Linked DNA regions of Mus musculus: region 2 is linked to region 1. The links are chromatin contacts, called in public Hi-C maps. All regions are on one chromosome and are shown on one strand. Each heading gives the region's core, a stretch centred on a gene start, on an enhancer-like site or on the middle of the called end of the contact. The rest is flanking DNA. Distances are from core to core; before and after follow the strand shown. Region 1 has its middle 130 kb from the start of Dkk2. Region 2 holds the start of Gimd1 (GIMAP family P-loop NTPase domain containing 1).

Region 1 (5,165 bases), core at 280-2,779:
CCTACTGAGAGTCACACCAATATACAAAAATGACTGTCCCTTTCGCAGATAGAGAGACCCTGTCCTCATCCTAAAAACAAACAGTCATGCATTTTCTTTTTAAAAAATATTATTTATTTTTATTTATATGAGTACACTGTAGCTATCTTCAGACACACACCAGAAGAGGGCATCGGATCCCATTACAGATGGTTGTGAGCCACCATGTGGTTGCTGGGAATTGAACTCAAGCCCTCTGGAAGAGCACTCAGTGCTCTTAACTGCTGAGCCATCTCTCTCCAGTCGTCAGTCATGCATTTTCAAAAGGGGTGTTTTAGAAACTGCAAGGTTGTTAAATAAACTTTTTGATACACAAAGCACACTACTACATTATGAGTTATTGACCAAAGAGTTTCATGAAATTCCCAAAACCATATAGGCAATCTCTACTAATTACTGATTGCATGCCAGATCTGGATGATAAATCCATACTGAGAAAACACCCCTTGCTTTTTCTATAAGACATAGGGAAATCAGCCCTGGATGGAGCTGACCAGCGCCCTCTCTGTGGCCTAGTTTCATTCTGTAGGCACTGTGCAGATTTCTGGAGATAATTTTTCACTGGCAATCCTGCTTGGCTATGAACACCATGTACTACACTACCAAAAGACAAGGCAAGCTGTGCCTAATGATGTAACATGCCATGATTGTTATGTGTGCAACTTTCCACTTGAATTTAAGGCCCATTCCACGGAAAGAATTATATCTAATACGATAAGCCAGGAAAAGATCTGTGACTTGTGAGATCAGAGGCTCTTGTAAGGAAATGTCTGCTATTGTTTAGTGACTGCCAAAAATGTAGGTTTTATTAGCTAAACTAAGTATGTATACATACATACATACTTATATACATACATACATACATGCATACATACACATATATACATACACACACATATATACACATACATACTTATATACACATACACACACACACACACACACACACACACACACACACACACACACACACATACACACACACACATTCATGCTGTGGTCCAAGTAGTTTAACATTGGCTGTCTCCTGATAGAAAGCCAAGGAGGATCTGATAGTTGTTCAGTCCTCATGGATGTCTCAGTATTCCCAATTTGGTGGGAAGTCTTAGAGAGCTGCAAGTTTTTGGTCTGTATGGAGTCCTGAAAATGTAAGTTTGAACATCAGCAAAGGGGTTTCTCAGGAACAGGATAGATGATCTTTCCAGTGAGAATGAAGGCAAGCAGGCAAAAAATGAAAATGTCCCTTCTTCCATGTCCTTTTATGAGGACTGCTTCCAGAAGCTGTGGCCAAGATTCAAGGATGGACTTCTGACCTCAGATGATCCAGATTTAGGGTGTCTCAAATAGTCCAATCGAGAAAAATAAAATCAGTCACAGTTGTGCCCAGCTGCTTGGATCTTAGTTAAGGCAGGATGTAGACAAGTTGACAACGAAGGTTATCCATCACATGAGTCATCACCCGTACTAGGACAAGCTTGTCAGTGATGCAGCTGCCTTTGAGTCACACATGCTCCCGTAAGGGACCCTCCCTTCCCTATCTGCACTTTGTAACTAGTACGAATAAACTCACTGCTTCAACAAGCTTGACTTGGGTTGAATTATTTACTTAGTCTCTCCTTGGATGACAGTCTGGGATGACTAAGTTTGTTCACATGAACCCAGTGAAAGTCACACAGTAAACCTCAGGCCATGAGCCTGAATAAACCCTTTCTCTGTCAAGTTCTTCTTGTTAGATATTTTGTCACAGTGACAAGAAAATAAAGTCAGTAAGGAAATGGGGACTAGAAAAGGAACAGACATTGCAAAGACAGCAAATGACAGGAATTAGCATATAACTTTTAATAGTCCCTGAATATAATTGGTTTTAAGTCTTCAATGCAAATACACAGACTAGTTGATCTTATTTTATATATATATATATGTGTGTGTGTGTGTGTGTGTGTGTGTGTGTGTGTGTGTATGTGTGTGCTATATATGCACATACATTATATACATGTATACACACATATACGTATATACATGTTACATATAATGAGTATTATATATGTTATACATATATATCTGTATATATGTACATGTATATCTGTATATATATACATGTACATATATGCAAATATACATTTATACACATATACAAGTATATGCATATATAATCTGAATTATATATGAGTTGTCTGCAAGCAAATATACTTCACTGGCAAAAATAAATCTGAAAAATTTGAGACCCCCACAAAAATAAAGAAAAAAAAACAAGTCTAATTTATATGTGTACCAGCCCCACCAGTGTGAAGTCAAACATTCTTCTGAAGTGGAGAGTGAGGATTAACAATAGGAAAGACAGAAAGAAGATGCAAGAGACAGATGTAGGAGGGCTGTAGGTCAATACCACACCAGCAGTGATATATTTTTTATAGCCTTTTTATATTACACAGTACAATGGGAAGTAAAGCATTAAACTAACAGAAGTGATGCTGAAGAATACATATAAGACATTTGGTCCAACACAAAAGCTTCCCTATTCCTTCCACTAAGGTCAATACAATCTTCATCTCCTTGCCTTGAGCCTCAAGTATACCCCCTCTTATCATTCCATGCCTCAGTAGGTCAGAAAATCTGCCAATAGACCGTGACCCACCTTGACTCTCCTTTAGCAGGCAGACTTTTCTCTTTTTTTCCCTCTGCTTTAGAGAAACAGCAAATGGCTCCAAACATATATACTCACTGGAGCATGACTAGACTCTCAGTGGCCTGCCCCTTACATAAAACTGAGTCATTCCCCACCCCCACACCCTGCCAGAAGCCATCAATCGTGGAGAACATCCCTATCACACCTTTCTTTTCTTTTTTTTCTTTTTTAAGATTTAATTCTTTTATTTATTTATTTATTTATTTATTTATTTATTTATTATATGTGAGTTGTAGCTGTCTTCAGACACTCCAGAAGAGGGAGTCAGATCTCATTACGGATGGTTGTGAGCCACCATGTGGTTGCTGGGATTTGAACTCAGGACCTTCGGAAGAACAGTCGGGTGCTCTTACCCACTGAGCCATCTCTCCAGCCCCACCCTTTTCTTTGATGGCTTCTGTTTAGGTTGTTACTTGGGGGGGGGGCGTTCTGTAGGAGTTGTCACAGAAGCCTTCCATGTCTCTTTTTCCAAAGTACATATCCGAAATCATCCCTATCACAGAAAAAGTAGTGTTCTTGCATCTTAGTGTCAGTAAGAGCACAGATCACGAATACAGAACATCCACATGGTTTATCATCATAGCACAGACAATGAGCACAGTCCCTGACTGCAACAGGACCACAGACCAAGTCAAGGCTGTCAGGGGGAACCTGGACCATGAACATCACCATAGCCTTCCTTAGGTGGCAATGCAGATCTCTCACATCAATATGGCGTCCAGCAGAAGTATAGCCCACATACATTTGTATGACCTTCATTGGACATCAACACAGATTCCAGTTTCAGTAGTACTTCAAACCTAGACATGGCCCTCAGGGGCAGCAGGAATCCTGACATCACTGTGGCTTCAGGTGACTTCCCAGGACTCTCACTCAGATCAGTGTCCCTCCCCTATCCCCACCCTGTGAAAACATGGCCCCTGGACATCTACATGGTTTCAGGTGGTAGACCCTAGTTGCAATAGGACCTCAAACCCAGACATGGCCCTCAGAGGGAGCATGGATCCCTATGGCCTCAGGTGGCAATGCAGGTCACTCAAATCAGCCTGGTTCTCACCATTGTAGTTGTATCTCCAGTTCTGCCTCTCACCAGAGTTCATATTCTGTTCCATGTTTCTATCTCTGTATTACATATTTGTTCATCTTAGTGGTGCCCACCAGCCCCATACGATGAGGTAGTATGGCCTTGAATATCTATGAAATCTTAAGGGTTGTTGATCATTTCACCAGCCTTAGAAGGGGAGCCATTAGGCAGTGTGAGGAATACCACTAATGACAATCCAGAGCAACTTCAAGTCCCATGTTCTCTTACTTCTAGAGTCCTAGGATGCACTTCCTTTTTTTTCTAAGACTTTTTTCGTTACATCTTAACTAAGGACTTGTATTAGCTATTGCTGTTGTTGTTGGGACACAAAATCTGATGTAATCAGTGCAAAGTGGGCAGGGTTTATGCTGGCTTATAATTTGCAGGGTAATAGGTCACCACGGTAGGAATCTTTACCTTTCTCATCTCTTACAGACAGCGGAGGGACTAGAAGCACATCTGGGCTGTAAATGATAAGTTCTGTCTCCTGGTAGCAATTGTCACCCAGGTAGCTCAGGTAGGGTCCACTTCTTAAAAGTTCCACAGCTTATCAAAATAGCATCACCATTTGGGGACCAGGCATTCAGATGAATTTATAGGGGAAATACCACATAAAAGGTATACCAGGAATCCCTATTTTACCTGTTATTCACTTAAGAGCATCAGTTGTAGCTAAATATATACAGACCCATGTTTTCCTGTCACATTGGAAGCCCAAAGTGATATAGGATTATGGAATATTTGAAATTAGCTGCTGTGAATTGGAGCACTTTTTAATTTTTAAAAAATGCACAGTAGACTTTGAATATGTAGTATGAAAAACAGAACATAAAATGTCTTATTAGTGTCTTTAAATATTAAATATTTACAGTGATGTTTTTGAGTTTTCAGCTAAATAAAATGTGTTATTAATACAAACTACTTTCTTAAGTTTTCAAGTATATGTATTAAGATATTTAAATTTATCTATGAAGAATACACAATTTTTATGACAGTGCTGTTAAGAAAGGTACATTTCCAAACACAATCCGAGTCCTTACTACTGATCTGCAAAGCACTTAGATTGCCAAATAGAAGTGTTAATGTCTTTGATTCTGAACAGGAAGCAGGTAAAATAATAAAAATAGGAGAAGATGTTCAGTGTGTGATCAATAATATACTTTGTGACTGCAGAAGGTTATTTGTTTCAAAGTCTTGGAGTTAAAAATGTGGTACCCCCAAATAAGATTCTTGGTAGTTGAGAACAGACTATTTTTCAAGTTTGTTCTTAGATAATTTCTCCTGTCTTTCCAATCACATTCCTGTACTACTTTCCATAATATATTTTTCAGTTCTTTTAGCCTTTACTTCTGAAGT
Region 2 (5,761 bases), core at 1,241-3,740, 420 kb after region 1:
AAAAAGAAATATAATCAGAGCAAAGGGTTCAGCTTGAACCAATGAAAATGAAGATTCATTAGAGTATAAGCTCATTCATTAATCAAATTGCTGTCTGGCAAGATCTGCTTATAACAGAATTCATTTGATAAAGATGTGGGATTTTATTGAATATATAGACAAGTTATAAGCTTTGTTCAGATGTGCATATACACAGGAGCACACAGAAATATATGCATATGTGTAAATATTGACTATATTCCTAACACTGCCACCTTTTCCTAACACAATTTCTCATGTTGTGGTGACCTCAAACCATAAATTTACTTTTGTTGCTACTTTATAACTGTAATTTTGCTGCTATTACAAATTGCACATAAATATCTGTGTTTTCTGATGGTCTTAGGTGACCCTTGGGAAAAGGCCATTCAACTCCCCTAAGGAGTTGAGACCCACAGGTTGAGAACTGTTGCTATATACTATATACACGTTTGAAATCAAATCCTCAGCAGCTAGGGTTTTGTCATCTGAAAATATATGATTTCATGGATGATGGAAGGTCTAATATCCTCTGGATGGTTCCTACAAGTTCCTGGGAACTAGCATTCTTACAGCACAGACCTCCTGTTTGTGACTTACTTGTCCTTACATGTCCTCTGATTTGTGTGGTCCTTATCCTGAGCTAATATACATACAGAGCTGAACCCTTTCTTTAATTTCTACCAAGTAAAATGAAATAAAAACCAAAACTAAGATGAAAATGGAAAGCCATCACAGAAGGAAACTATGAACACAAGTAGTTTTGCATCCCATAGATGCAGAGGACTAAAAGTGGCACATTAGCCCTTTTGACTCTGAAGTTGTCCCTGAGTTCTTTCCATCTTCCAATTTAGGAGATTCTCCCAGGTTGTAATGCTGAAATCCCTATCCCAGGCCACAGGCCCTTCTTCTCCTGGTGTTAATCTCTTTGCTTGGCTCTCCCCTCTCTGCCAATTCCAGCAGACTGGAATTCCTTTTTGTGGTTTTATCTAATTTTTTCAGGATCCGCTTTAATTTTTTTTAAAACTTGAAGTAGCTAATTTCTGCTTTCTAACACACATACTGAAACCATCTAATTAAGGATGAAGCCTTTTTAGTCCTGTGACAGCATAGTTAGTAATGTCAGTGGAAAAGTACTTTTTTAAGTTGTTCTTTTACCTTGATTTATCAAAGCAAACACCAAGAGAAATGCTAATATTGTTACATAATTTGTTTAATATTTGTCATTTTCCTCCTATAAATCTATAAAATAGTCTCAAATCTAATATAGCATTAGATAATGTGGCTAAACATCTGCATATCCAGTGTCATTTATAACTATGCTTGTGAACGGTCGACTTCCTTTTATAAACATCAAATTTCCTTTTATAACCCTTCCTTTTGTATTCAGCAAATGACCTAAATGCTCATCTCAAAAATGAGAGGTTGAAAAATTAGGGTCTGCGTGTGCTGGCTGCATTCCATAAAGGAACGCAGAAACCAAGGCCTGCTAGCTCCCACTCTTAAAAAAAAAAAATTCACCCTACAACGAATACATTTTGTTGCAGATTGCTGTATGTCAGTTTACACTTGGAGGCGGCAACTTAAATTCTGGTTGAAAATTCCTTCTGAGGGAACACGTTGCTACCGCCACCTGGGGGAGGCTCTTTTCTACTTCATTCCAGAGAACTAGTGCTCATGAAGGATAGATCCTTTTCGCATCTGCCTCGTCAGACCCACACAAGAAGGGGGACTACCAGCTGTCTCCAGATTGCCTTCTCAGAAGTACTACTCAGTAGACTTCTTGAGAGCTGTAAGAAAGGACCAGAATGTAGCTACAAAGACATCCTGTATCTCATGCGTGATGTGAATGAGTTTGGGGAGGTGTGGACTATCAAATAACCAGAGGAGGAAGACAAATCAGAGATTTTAAATATCAAAACAAAACTAGTTTTAAAGAAAAACAACTTGCAGCTCCTTGTGTGCCTTACATACGTCATCAGTAGGTGTTTATGAGTTTGCATGTCCCCGACCGAGCACACAAGAGATTTTAACAGCTTAAGGTGATATGTTTCAAGTATATGCAAATAACCTAGGGAATTTTTCTAGAACAATTTGAATTTGTGAATTTACTACTGTTACATAGTCTGTAAATTATTATACACACGCATATATTCACTGGCAGTTTTCATGAAGTGATGCAGGGTTTATCCATTAAAATGGAAAAGTCTAAACTGTCACTAAGAATGTTTCGTACTTTGGCTTGGGTACCTTGTTACTTAATAGAAACACACTCGGAACTTAATTCTGGAAATATAGGTTTCAGGAAGTATTGATTTAAAGGATAGTCCTGTGAGATAACATATGTAGGCTCTGATTAGAAGACAGCTAATCACTTACAAAGAGGATGTCTGGTGACAGATTAACTAAACAAAACGATGCAGTACCAGTCCCCGGCTAGTACCACACAGTCAGGAGACCAAAGTCCATTTCAAAGAATAAACTGTACTGGTTCCAAGGAAACCTGTAAAGAATACATTTCTAGCATCAAAAGAGGTAAGTGGATTTAAAATGTATCATATATGTGATTGGAACTAAACAGAAATGAACGGCCACTTGATGCCATGGCACAATCGAATGAGCTGTATGAACGGCTACCTACGTATTGTTCAACTGTGTGGCTTCTGGAAGGTGCTTGCGATAAGACCTGGAAATCCTGGGGTGAGAAACCTTAGAGAACAAGAGAAACCTGGATTACTTAACACCATGTAACAGAATTATAAATCACAAGCAAAATAACAGCTATTACCAATTAAAGTGTTACTGAGGTCACGTGCCAGTTTGCCAGTCGCTTTGCTTACAAATCAATGAAAATGGTGAGTGAGCACGGGAGAGCTTTCCGTCTTCTGATATTTTCTTCACTCTCCTTCTTCAAAGTCTTGAAATTTTTATCGTGCATGTCTTCCTCTTGCTTGGTTAGTTACCCCCAATATAGTTTATTCTTTTTGTGGATATTGTGAAGCGTGCTGTTTCTCTAATTTCTTTCTCAGCCTCTTTGCCATTCGTATACAGGAAGGCTATTGACTTTTTTTTTAATTAATCTTGTGTCCATCCACTTCACTGAAGGTGTTTATCAGCTGTAGGACTTCTCTGTTAGAATTTTTGGGGTTGTTTATGTATAGTGTCTATCATCTGCAAATAGTGATACTTAGATTTCTTCCTTTCCAATTTGTATCCCCTTGATCTCCTTTTGTTGTCTTATTGCTCTAACTGGAACTTCAAGTACTATATGGAATAGATAGAAAAGAGTGGCCAGCCTTGTCTTGTCCCTGCTTTTAATGGAATTGTTTTAAGTTTCTCTCCATTTAGTTTGATGTTGGCTATCGGCTTGCTATATTTGCTTGATTATGTTTAGGTTCGTGCCCTATATCCCTGATTTCTCTAATAACTTTAACTTGAAGGGGCATTGGATTTTGTCAAAGGCTGTTTCAGGATCTAATGAGATGATCATGTGACTTTTCTCTTTCAGTTTGTTTATATGGTTTACACTGTTTTTATATATTGTTTATATGTTTACACTGACAGATTTTTATATATTAAATCAGTCCAGCATTTCTGGCATGAAGCCTACTTGATCATGGTGATGACTTTTTGATGTGTTCTTGGATTTGGTTTGCAAGTATTTTGCAGAGTATTTTTGTATGAATGTTCATGGGGGAATTGGTCTGAAGTTTTCTTTGTTGAATCTTTGTGAGGGTTAGGTATCAGGATGACTGTGGCCTCACAGAATGAGTTTGGCTTGGCTATGTTCCTTCTGTTCTATTTTGTTGAACTGTTTAAGGAGTATTGGTATAAGCTCTTCTTTGAAAGTCTAGTACAATTCAGTGCTTAAACCCATCTGGCCCTAGGTTTTTATTGGCCGAGAGAATCTTAATGTCTGCTTTGTGATATTAATTGAGACAAATGCCCATTTTCTTTAGATTTTCCAACTTTGTGGAATGCAGACTTTGGAAGTATGACCTAAAGATTCTTTCAGTTGCCTTGGTTTCTATTGTTATGTTCCCCATTTCATTTCTGATTTTGTTAATTTGGATATTCTCTCTGCATCTTTTAGTAAGTTTGGATAAATGTTTGTCTATTTTTTTAATGCTCAAGAAGAACTAACTCTTTGTTTCATTGAATCTTTGTATTGTTTTCTTTGTTTCTATCTTTTTGATGTCAGCCCTCAGTTTGATTATTTCCTGTCATCTATTCCTATTGGGCATGTCTGCTTCTTTTTGTCCTAGAGCTTTCAGGTGTGCTGTTCAGGTGCTAACATGAGATCTCTCCAATTTCTTTAGGAATGCACATAGTGCTTTGAACATTCCCCTTATCAACACTTTCATTGTGTCTGCTAAGTTTGGCTATGTTATGCATTCATTTTCATTGAGTTCTACAATGTCATTAATTTCTTTCTTTGTTTCTGCCTTGATCCCATAGTCATTCAGTAGTGAGTTGTTCGGTTTATATGAATCTACAGGTTTTCTGTTATTTCTGTTCTTGTTAATATTCAGCTTTAATTTGTGGTAGTCTGATAGGATACAGGAGGTTATTTCAATTTTTTGTGTCTGTTGAGACTTGCCTTGTGACTGGGTATGTGGTCTTTTGAGAATGTTCTATAAGATGCTGAGAAGATGGTATATTCTGTTTTGGGGTTGAAATGTTCTGTAGATATCTGTTAGGTCAGTTTGATTCATAACATCTATTAATTCCATTATTTCTTTGTTTAATTTTTATCTGAATGACCTATCCATTGGTGAGAGTGGAGTATAAAAGTCTGTCACTATAAATGTGTGAAATTCAGTGTGTGATTTAAGCTTTAGTGATGTTTACAAATATGAATTCCCTTGCCTTAGGGGCATAAATTTTAAAAATTGAAATATCACCTTGGTGGATTTTCCATCTGATGTATATGAAGTATCTTTCTCTATCACTTTTGAAAAATTTTGGTTTGAACATCTATTTTTTAGATATTAGAATAGCTATACCAGATTGTTTGTTGGGTCAGTGCTCACGAATCAGTTGGATTAACATAATAAAAATGGCCATCCCACCAAAAGCAATCTATAAATTCAACACACTCCCCTCCAAATTTCTAACAGAATTCTTTACAGACCTTGAAAGAACAATACTCAACTTCATATGGAAAAACAAAAAAACCCAGGACAGCTCAATCAATCCTACTCAATAAAAGAACATATGGAGGTATCACCATCCCTGACCTTAAGTTGTACTTCATAGCTGCAGTAATATAAACCACATGATATTGGCATAAAAAAAGACATGCTGATCCAAGGAATCAAATTGAAGACCTAGATGTAAATCTAAACACCTAGGGTCACCTAATTTTTGACAAAGAAACGAGAACTATACAATGGGGGAGACATCTTCAGCCAAAGGTGTTGGTCTAACTGGATGTTATATAGAAGAATGTGAATAGATCCACATCTATCACCCTGCACAAAATTCAAGCCCAAGTGGAGAAAAGACATCAACATAACACCAGATGCACTGAAGAGAAAGTGGGGGATACTCTTGAACCCATTGGCACAAAAGACAACATCCTGAACAGAACATCAATAGTGCAGGCACACAATTAATACTAAAAAGCTTCTGTAAAGCAAAAGACACTGTCAGTAGGACAAACAGCAGCCCACAGATTGGGGAACGCTCTTTACCAACTAACTCCACATCTAAAGAACTCAACAAACTATTTTAAAATGAG

The links. Hi-C and Micro-C count contacts between places; a contact is called where the count stands out from the background.
Region 2: a Hi-C map of pancreatic cancer cells shows a contact between it and region 1, with 5 times the contacts expected there. The contact joins the promoter of Gimd1 here to the enhancer-like site in region 1. A contact is called at or near these places in 4 of 39 promoter capture datasets (cranial neural crest, embryonic stem cells, frontonasal cranial neural crest and 1 more) and 2 of 484 Hi-C or Micro-C datasets (pancreatic cancer cells and uterus).

What each region holds. Positions count from the first base shown.
Region 1 is chr3:132,209,947-132,215,111 of GRCm38.p6, forward strand. No RefSeq gene overlaps it. Among named protein-coding and RNA genes, the nearest start is that of Dkk2, 130 kb to the left of the region's middle. Within about 2 kb of position 1,530, at least 29 of the 459 cell types and tissues checked have an H3K27ac peak or open chromatin away from gene starts, as enhancers often do. A contact at or near this core is called in pancreatic cancer cells, where this site is marked.
Region 2 is chr3:132,627,356-132,633,116 of GRCm38.p6, forward strand. It overlaps Gimd1 (GIMAP family P-loop NTPase domain containing 1), which reads left to right and starts at 2,491. Exons shown (of 3, transcript NM_001372140.1): 1 at 2,491-2,553.